3 separate regions of the Hordeum vulgare genome follow, and regions 1 and 3 are each linked to region 2. The links are chromatin contacts, called in public Hi-C maps. All regions are on one chromosome and are shown on one strand. Each heading gives the region's core, a stretch centred on a gene start, on an enhancer-like site or on the middle of the called end of the contact. The rest is flanking DNA. Distances are from core to core; before and after follow the strand shown.

Region 1 (2,700 bases), core at 97-2,596, 490 kb before region 2:
CAGTTTCCACTAGATGTTTTCTATAGGCGAGATGCATTTGCTATTTAAATCTTCTACGGAGGCTCTGAATGCATTAACCCCAAGGTAGTAGGACATTGATGATATTACCTGTATGCAGGGTGTGAAAGAAGTTTTGGTTAAACTTGGGTCACAAGGATCTGCTCTGTTTGTTGAGGGAGAGGAGCCAATTAGACAGGCGATAATACCCGCCACAGAAGTAGTGGACACCACCGGTGCTGGCGACACCTTCACGTCAGCTTTTGCCGTGGCTCTGGTGGAAGGGAAGCCTAAGAAAGAGTGCATGAGATTTGCTGGTACTAAAAGCACCCTCCAGTCAAAAATTGGTTCTGATGTATTGCTGACATGTTGATTTGAGGTTTTTATTTTCTTGATTTTTTTCAGCCGCCGCCGCCTCACTGTGTGTTCGGGTAAAGGGAGCCATTCCCAGCATGCCTGACAGGGAAACCGTGATGAGCCTTCTAGAATCCGTGCAAGCCGAATAACCGGAGAAAATGGTGACTTTAGCCGCCCTATTCATCAGCAATAATGTGAGCTGTTAAGCCTCAATCTCCTTTCTGGGTTCATTTTGTTTCGGGCAATGTATATTTGCGGCCCCGCTTCAAGTTATGGCGGAGGAAATAAGAGAAAATGGCATTCCTCGTGCCGTGCCGTCCTCCGTAGAAGTTCAGGAGTTGTAGGTCTGTTGCTTTTATAGTCGTTCCCTGTTACGCCATAGCATTTCTACTGTTAGGCATTGCCTGTTATCCTTCTGGACCGAGAAAATTCCCGTTGTTAGAAGTCATTAAACTTGGCAAAACCACCATGCCCTGAATGCAGGAGCTGCTTTTTTGCTGTGAAGCACCGGTGACGCTGAAGGCGGTTAGTAAGGTGTCATTGTCTTAGCTCCAATCTAACAAGCATTCCTTTTTGCAGGATCGGCTAAAATTCCGACGGATCCAGTGAGCTCCTTCCGCACCCTCGTGTGCCGCCCCCAGCCCAGTAACGCGTTAGTAGTATTCTAGAAAGGGAAACGCATTTTCGGGAGCAAATCCCGCACCCTCGAAATAAAAAAAAAGCACGCCTGAACCAACGGTTTCACTTCAGAAAGATCGAATGAACAGTTTTCATATCTGGCCTCGTGGTGGAGCTTTCCGAGCTCCGACGGCGACTCTGGCACAGGTCAAATCGTAATCTTATTTGCTAAGCCGGGCCGATGCTAACCACTCGATGCTGTCATCGATAACGATAGCCATCCGTCTTTTTCGACCCGGTCGTGGCCCGCTGCCGATCGCCGTTGCCGCAGGCCGATCACTGCCACGCCACCGGTGAAAAGCCTCTCGCTGCTGCACCGTCGCCACCGGAGGAACGACGCACGGCTCGACTGACTGACTGCTCCTGGCAGCTAGTAGATCCTCCAGAATCCAGTAGCTGGTAACGTTTTGTGCAACTTCCGGGGGATATCTGATCTGACGACGTCCGTCCAATCGAACGTCTGATGTGCCTCGCCGTACGACGCCGACGGCCAACGTTTTCCCGACGAATCCACCGACAGCCAACATTTCTCACGGCTTTCTGTTTTTTCCTTGTCATCAGTCTTGCCTCGCTTTCCGGGAGTAAGTGATCGCCCAGAACGCCCGTCCGTCCTTGGGAGGGAGGTAATATGGGTTCAGTTTGTGCTTTCTCGCTACTGCTGTGACGGAGCCATCGCATCGCATCGCACGGCCGCTCGCCATTAAGCTCGTCCGGGACGGTGGTGGTGGTGTGGCCACTTTGAGTCTTCCTCAAGGCTGCAACCTGAGACGAAACCAACGGATGGATGGATGAATTATCTATGGTGGATCGCTCAACAAAACAAAGGCCACGTCGCTGTCGCAGATGGCTTAGCAATCCAGCTTCCTCTCGCAATGCAATGCAACGCAACGCAACACCGTCCGGATAGTTAATGCACGTGTCTTGTCACGCCTAATCAATCTATTTATATTTATATATCATATTTACAGTATATATATGTACATATGCTTCCGTGCCGCGATCACATACCTCTGCAGCAGTAGCAGCAGGAGAGTGGTATGGTACTCGTACGACAGTAGTACTATACGGGTGAGCAAGGGGAAAGGCATATATGCGTGCTTGACCGTAGCAGAGATGTACGTACGTTCATCTGGATCTTCTCGGATCTCGATGCCACTGGTATTTTTCTCTTGTTTTGGCATGAGTCAGAGTCAGATTGGCCGGGCCGGTCAAGAGTCAAGACCTTCCTTTGTACTCCCTCTGTTTTTAAATATAAGACCTTTTAGAGATTTCATTATGGACTATATACGGATTTATGTAGTCATATTTTAGGTATAGATTCACTCATTTTGTTTCGTATCTAGTTTATAATAAAATCTTTAAAATATCTTATATTTAAAAACGGAGGGAGTAGCAGCCAGCCGGCCATGTCGTTTGGAGGTATGCAGCGGAGCAATGGCCGTTGCGGGGAGCGGAGTTATAGCGGTGGCCTTGACTTCCCTTGCGTTCAAAGCTACTCCTACATGCCTCTGTCCAACCAGTTTGTTCAAGCTAAGCTAATCAATGCACGACGTGACGCCTGCGCTCCATCCTGTTCCTCCTTTATACTACTGTAGCAAAAGGCCCGTGCGTTGCAACGGAAGAAAAAATATCACACGCTTTTAATTTTTATAATCATTTTAATTTATT
Region 2 (2,700 bases), core at 178-2,677:
TAGACAGATAAGGACGGAAGTAAATGTTCACTAACTAGCAATTGTCCATGTCGTTAGTGCAGTTGGAACTTTCACAGACAAGTTAGTAGGTCTTGGGTTCAAGCTCATGCGGTTGCGGACGTATCTTACTTTTTACTATTTTTAAATAGAACGAAAAAGGCAAATCGATGGACCGGTCCAGTAGCAGAAGAGGGGATGCGCTCCAGGCACCGGTTTGCCCACGGAGCATCAACACTCGCACACAAGATAAGACACTCGCACACATCCTCACAAGATAAGACAGTTTTTTGTGTCTCACGTCACCTCGCTCGCTTGATGGATGGGAAAAAACCAATAACTGCTGTTTTCAGTTTCTCAGAGATTTTATTTAGAAAACATCTTCATGGATTACAAAAAACAAAAAAAGATTATTTTAAGAAACTGAAAATAGTTAGAAATATGAAAAAACAACAACACATTTTTAAGAACAAATCACATATTTAGCATTTTATTATGATTTTAGAAAATTCCACGAATTTGTTTCTTTCAGGAATTAGAAAAATCGTGAATTCATAAAAGATCCTAAATACAAAAAAGCATCTGCAAGAAACCAAAAGATTGTAAAAATGATCGTATTTCAAAAAATGCTCTCATTATAAAAAAAGTCATAATTTTTAAATTTTGTTCATGAGTTAGAAATATGTTCGTGTTCTTTTAAAATTGTCCGCGTTTCCAATTTTGTTCAGGATTTTTCAAAACTGTTCTTAGTTTTTAAAATTTGTTCTCAAGTTTAAAAAATATTCATGCTTTAAAAATTATTCGTACTTCAATATTTGTTCAGGCATTTTGAAAATTGTTCTCCGTTTCAAAATTTTGTTCTCAAGATTCAAAAAATGTTTATGCTTTAAAAATGTGTTCGCTCTTCCAAATTTATTCGGGTTTTTTGTAAAAATTTCTCGGTTACAAAATTTGTTCTCAAAACTGAAAAAATGTTCGTGCTTTAAATTTTTTCGCATTTATAAATTTGCTTGGGTTTTTCAAAATTGTTCTCCTTCTTAAAATTTTGTTCTAAAGATTCAAAAATTGTTCGTTTCATTGTTCGTGCTTCAAAATTTGTTCATGATTTTTCAAAAGAACAGGTAACAAAAAAGGAAAAAGTAACAAAAAAGGGAAAAAAGTAACACAAAAAAGAATAAACAAGTAACAAATTTGTTCACGATTTTTCAAAAGAAAAGGTACAAAAATATTGTTCGCGATTCCAAATTTGTTCATGGTTCCAAAAGAAAAGGAAAAAGGTAAGAAAAACGAACCAAAAAAGGAAATAAGCAGAAAAGGAAAAAAGTAAAAGAAAAATGGAAACGAAGCTGGGCCAGCCCAGTTGTGGCACCCCCCTCCGCGACGCAGGACTCCGTGCAGCAAAGAGCGGCAGGAGCTCCACGGAGCAGGGTGCTCTTGTTCGATGCTGAGGTCGCCGGCTAGCGATACTGACACTCGCATGCCTCGTGTAATGGGCTAGCCCAGAAGACACAGTGAGGAGCGAGGAACGTTATCGAAAAAAAGGGTTCAAAATATGGAAGAATCAGGAGTCGATCCGTGCCTGCGTGTACCCAAACCAACGACCATAGCCACAAGGTCGAACTGTCCCGATGTCGATTCGAATGACAAAACCTTCTTATTATTTACCAACCTGTTATGCAGAATATTTTATGGTAAAATGAAAAAAAATGAAAAATGAATCCACAATAAAAATGTGAATTTGAAGAAAGTTAATAAAATTTAAAGGTTCGTGTAAACTGAAAAGAAATATAGAAATTTGCGAACACTTCACGAATTTGCAAAAAGTTCCAAAAAATTAGGATAAAGTTCTTGAAATTTGAAAAAAATCACTAATTTGAAAAATGTTCATCAGTTTACAAAAATTTCATTGATTTCAAACAATAAGTTTGCCAATTTAAAAGGTGCATTAATTTTGGTAAAAGTTTGTCGATTTGAAAAAATTATTTAAAATTGCAAAATAATTCATCGAGTTGAAAAACTTCATGGATTTCGACAAGAAGTTCACCGAATATTTAAAAAGTTTATGGATTTTGAAAACCGTTCATAAAATTTGAAAAAAGTTCATCGATGTTTTTAAAAAAACTTCATGGACTTTGAGAAAAAGTTCATCAAATTTGAAAGATGATCATGGATTTTGACGAAAGTTCATCAAATTTGAAAATATGCATAATTTTTTTTAAACAATTTCATGGATTTTTAAAAAAAGTTCATCAAATCTGAAAAAAGGTCATCGATTTTTTTTAAAAGTTCATGGATTTTGACAAAAGGTTCACTGAATTTTCATTTTTTTCAGTGGGTTTGTAAAAAGTTCATTGAATTTGAAAAAATGTTCAGTTGAATTTGAATGGAAATTCATCAAAACTGAAAAAGAACTTCATAATATTTTAAAAAATCATCGAGTTGAAACAACTTCACGCATTTTTATAAAAATAAAAGTAAAACAGAAAAGAATCAGGAAAACATTACACAAAATAAAGGGCACTAGCAAAAGGCCCCGTGCGTTGCAACGGGAGAAAAAAACCACCATCTTAAGTACTAAGTCAGTAATTTTCAAAGAAATAAAATGCATTCCCAAATGGCAGGACTATTGGTATGGCAGATAAACGCACACTGGATTTATTTCAAGCGTGATGACGCACTGATACATCCATTCAAACATAAATA
Region 3 (2,700 bases), core at 45-2,544, 430 kb before region 2:
GGGGAGGGTCTCTTAAGTCTTAACTGGGGGTGGCTCCATTCTAGAGATTATTGGGCATGATTTTTGCAAGATGGGGCCATACATACATAACATGGGGTACAAGAGGAAAAATGAACAACGCATATGTAAAAGTAGTACAAAAAATGCAAGAGGTAAATTTGTTCTGGATCAAGTTTGGATCAAGATTTTGGAGATGAAGCAAGTAATCAAAATCAGATTATGTATATATGTATGTATTTATTTATTTATTGTTGACTGTCAGGCTCAGGCATGCAAGCTGAGTGTGAAACCCTAGCCGAGTTCACACCTTGGCCAGCCGGCCAAACTACCTTAAAGGGGGAATAAAGAACAAAATAAAAGAACAGAAAAGGCATGAATGAATGAATGGCCAGCGAGCAATTCAGGGAAGCGAAATCTAGCCCGCCCCCAAATCTTGATCCAAGATCACAGAAAAACCAAGACACGGATTAGGCAGCAGTCAGAAAAGAGAGACCAAGAACTCGCCAAAAGGGTCACCCAAGATTTCAGATCAAGGCACGGAAAATGAGAGAGATAGAGAGAAACTAACGCAGTCCAACTCACCCTTTCTTGGTCTTGTCACCCTCATCGCCCCCCTTGCCTTCCTCCCCGTCGCCGTCCTCCTTCTTGCACCTCCCCGCCGAGTCCCCCTCTCCGGCGCAGAGGCCTCCTCCCGCCTCGCTGGAGGAGGACGACATGGACGACGTGGCGTTGGGCGTCCCCCCGCCGGCGCTGGGAGTGAGGGCGCTGGGCGTGGTGTCCACCACCAGCTCCCTCTTGACGACGTCCTCCTCGGCCGGCAGCTCCAGCGCCCTGCACAGCAGGTCGTAGTCCATGGGCGTCTGCAGGTAGTCGGCGAGCCAGGACGCCTGCTGCTCCTGCTGCTGCTGCTGCTGCATCCCCGGCCCAGGCCGGTGCGTGAAGAGCGACGCGAGCTCGTCCTGGAACTGGAACTCGCCCGACATAGGCGCTAGCTATGGTATGGTAGGTGTATCGCTTTGCTCTTGTCCGTTGGAGATAGATGGTGCAGGAGCCCGAATCTCGATTGCTCTTGGGATTGGGGCTGTGGCTGGCGCTGGGCTTATGAAACTGAAGGGAGGAGGAGAGGGATCGAGAGGGAAGCAAGCATATGGGGGAGGTACTAGTAGTGGTGGTATGGTGGTGCAGTGATTAGTGAGGCAAGCCGAGGAGACAGCGAGAGGTGTGTGTGTGCGCGCAACGCAAGAGAACGAGACGGAGCGCAGCTCTTGGCTATATCTTGGGGATTCAGAGAGAGAGAGAGGGAGCGGTGATGTAGTATAGAGAGAGAGGGAGATGGTTGGGTGGGGGGATTTTTTTTTTCTCATTGGCTTTTCGGCTTGCTTTTGTGAAAGAAACAAGGGCTAATTGATTGGGCCCAAAAGAGAAGAGATAGATGAGATAGATGTCCATTCCTTCCTTGGCCTCTTTCCCTCTCATTTGGTTTCTTCCTCTCGGTTTTAACCGCAAGATACTCTATGCTTAGATCTCAGAGTCCAGACCTAGCTAGCTACAAGAGCGAGTATAATAATTACTAATTCTAATTCTAATGGCACCGTAATGTAGTGTAGTAGTGTAATGTAATGGTGGGGGTGGGAACGGTCCACGGTCACGGGCGGGGGCTGTGGTGAGTCAGCGGCGTGCACCGGCGGTAGCCGGTCACATGTTAGGGGTCAAAGCGCGGGCTCCGCGGTCAATCGTTCAGACGGATGGGGCATGACACGTGTGCGTCGCCCTTTGACCGGGCCCTACGCGCCCACGCCAGCGTGATCTCTGCCCTGCGCCCTCCGATCTCGATCTGTAGAGCTGACGGCCGGTGATGCAGGCTGTGGCGGTGGCATTGCATCATGCCATACGATGTCGTCGATGAGAGACCGAGGGAATAAACATGCGCGGGGTCCATCTGGCGGTGGCAGGTGGGGCCGGTTTCCGTCCGGAGACGGTGCGTGCATGACTCTGCACGTCGTCCTTCCGATCGATCCCTGTTTCGGCTCCCGTTTCGCTGCAGGAGAGGCGCGTATGGAGGAAATCCAATCCACTCCAATCCAGTCATAAAAAGGGATCGAAGTGACCGGGGACCTAAGTTTTAAGTGAGACTGCTACTGTTTGGTCACTCACTCGGCTCCCACAATCATGACAAGTGCATGCTACGCATATATACCATCCGATCGTTTATATCGCAAGGGCAAGGAGTAGTAGCGGCAGTGTCTATTTCCGCTCCGTTCGAGTCTGCTGTTTCAGGGCATGATTCATTTTCGTGTGCGTCAACTTTCAGAATCTTTATATATATACGTCTTCGAGTGTCCGATTGAAGCGATACAAACATGGTCACAGTTTGTGCATACATATAAAGCGTGTGAATCCGAACAGAGAACGCCGCACGTCATAGGATATACTATATACATCTATCGGCTGTCCAGCTCGTGCACCGGTTTTTTGCGTGTGCCGTGGCGGTGCGCCTGGCCTGAGACCGTGGTACGCGGCGCGGCGCCAGCTCTGCGTCCCGACGTCCCATGTGAAAAGCGATGGGTCGCAAGCATGGCCTCCACGTCGTCCACGCTTACGCTACACGCAAACGCCGGCAACACCGTGTCTCCTGGCTAAAAAACCGTGCCGGGCGGCCGGCGTCTGAAAGCGGCCGGGTGCGTGAGCGGGGTGTGAACG

The links. Hi-C and Micro-C count contacts between places; a contact is called where the count stands out from the background.
Region 1: a Hi-C map of leaf shows a contact between it and region 2, with 2.7 times the contacts expected there. The contact joins two enhancer-like sites. A contact is called at or near these places in 3 of 6 Hi-C or Micro-C datasets (leaf and seedling).
Region 3: a Hi-C map of leaf shows a contact between it and region 2, with 5 times the contacts expected there. The contact joins the promoter of LOC123444042 here to the enhancer-like site in region 2. A contact is called at or near these places in 3 of 6 Hi-C or Micro-C datasets (leaf and seedling) and 1 of 1 datasets of contacts at active chromatin or transcription factors (embryo).

Annotation. Positions count from the first base shown.
Region 1 is chr3H:416,487,480-416,490,179 of MorexV3_pseudomolecules_assembly, forward strand. LOC123444041 (ribokinase) reads left to right here. Exons shown (of 5, transcript XM_045120643.1): 3 at 119-314; 4 at 403-548; 5 at 934-1,129. The coding sequence ends at 503. Among protein-coding and RNA genes, the nearest start is that of LOC123444041, 10 kb to the left of the region's middle. Within about 2 kb of position 1,347, at least 3 of the 3 cell types and tissues checked have open chromatin away from gene starts, as enhancers often do. A contact at or near this core is called in leaf and seedling, where this site is marked.
Region 2 is chr3H:416,976,749-416,979,448 of MorexV3_pseudomolecules_assembly, forward strand. It overlaps the pseudogene LOC123440073. Among protein-coding and RNA genes, the nearest start is that of LOC123444043, 200 kb to the right of the region's middle. Within about 2 kb of position 1,428, at least 3 of the 3 cell types and tissues checked have open chromatin away from gene starts, as enhancers often do. A contact at or near this core is called in leaf and seedling, where this site is marked.
Region 3 is chr3H:416,547,506-416,550,205 of MorexV3_pseudomolecules_assembly, forward strand. It overlaps LOC123444042 (probable WRKY transcription factor 48), which reads right to left and starts at 1,295. Exons shown (of 3, transcript XM_045120644.1): 1 at 583-1,295. The coding sequence starts at 983.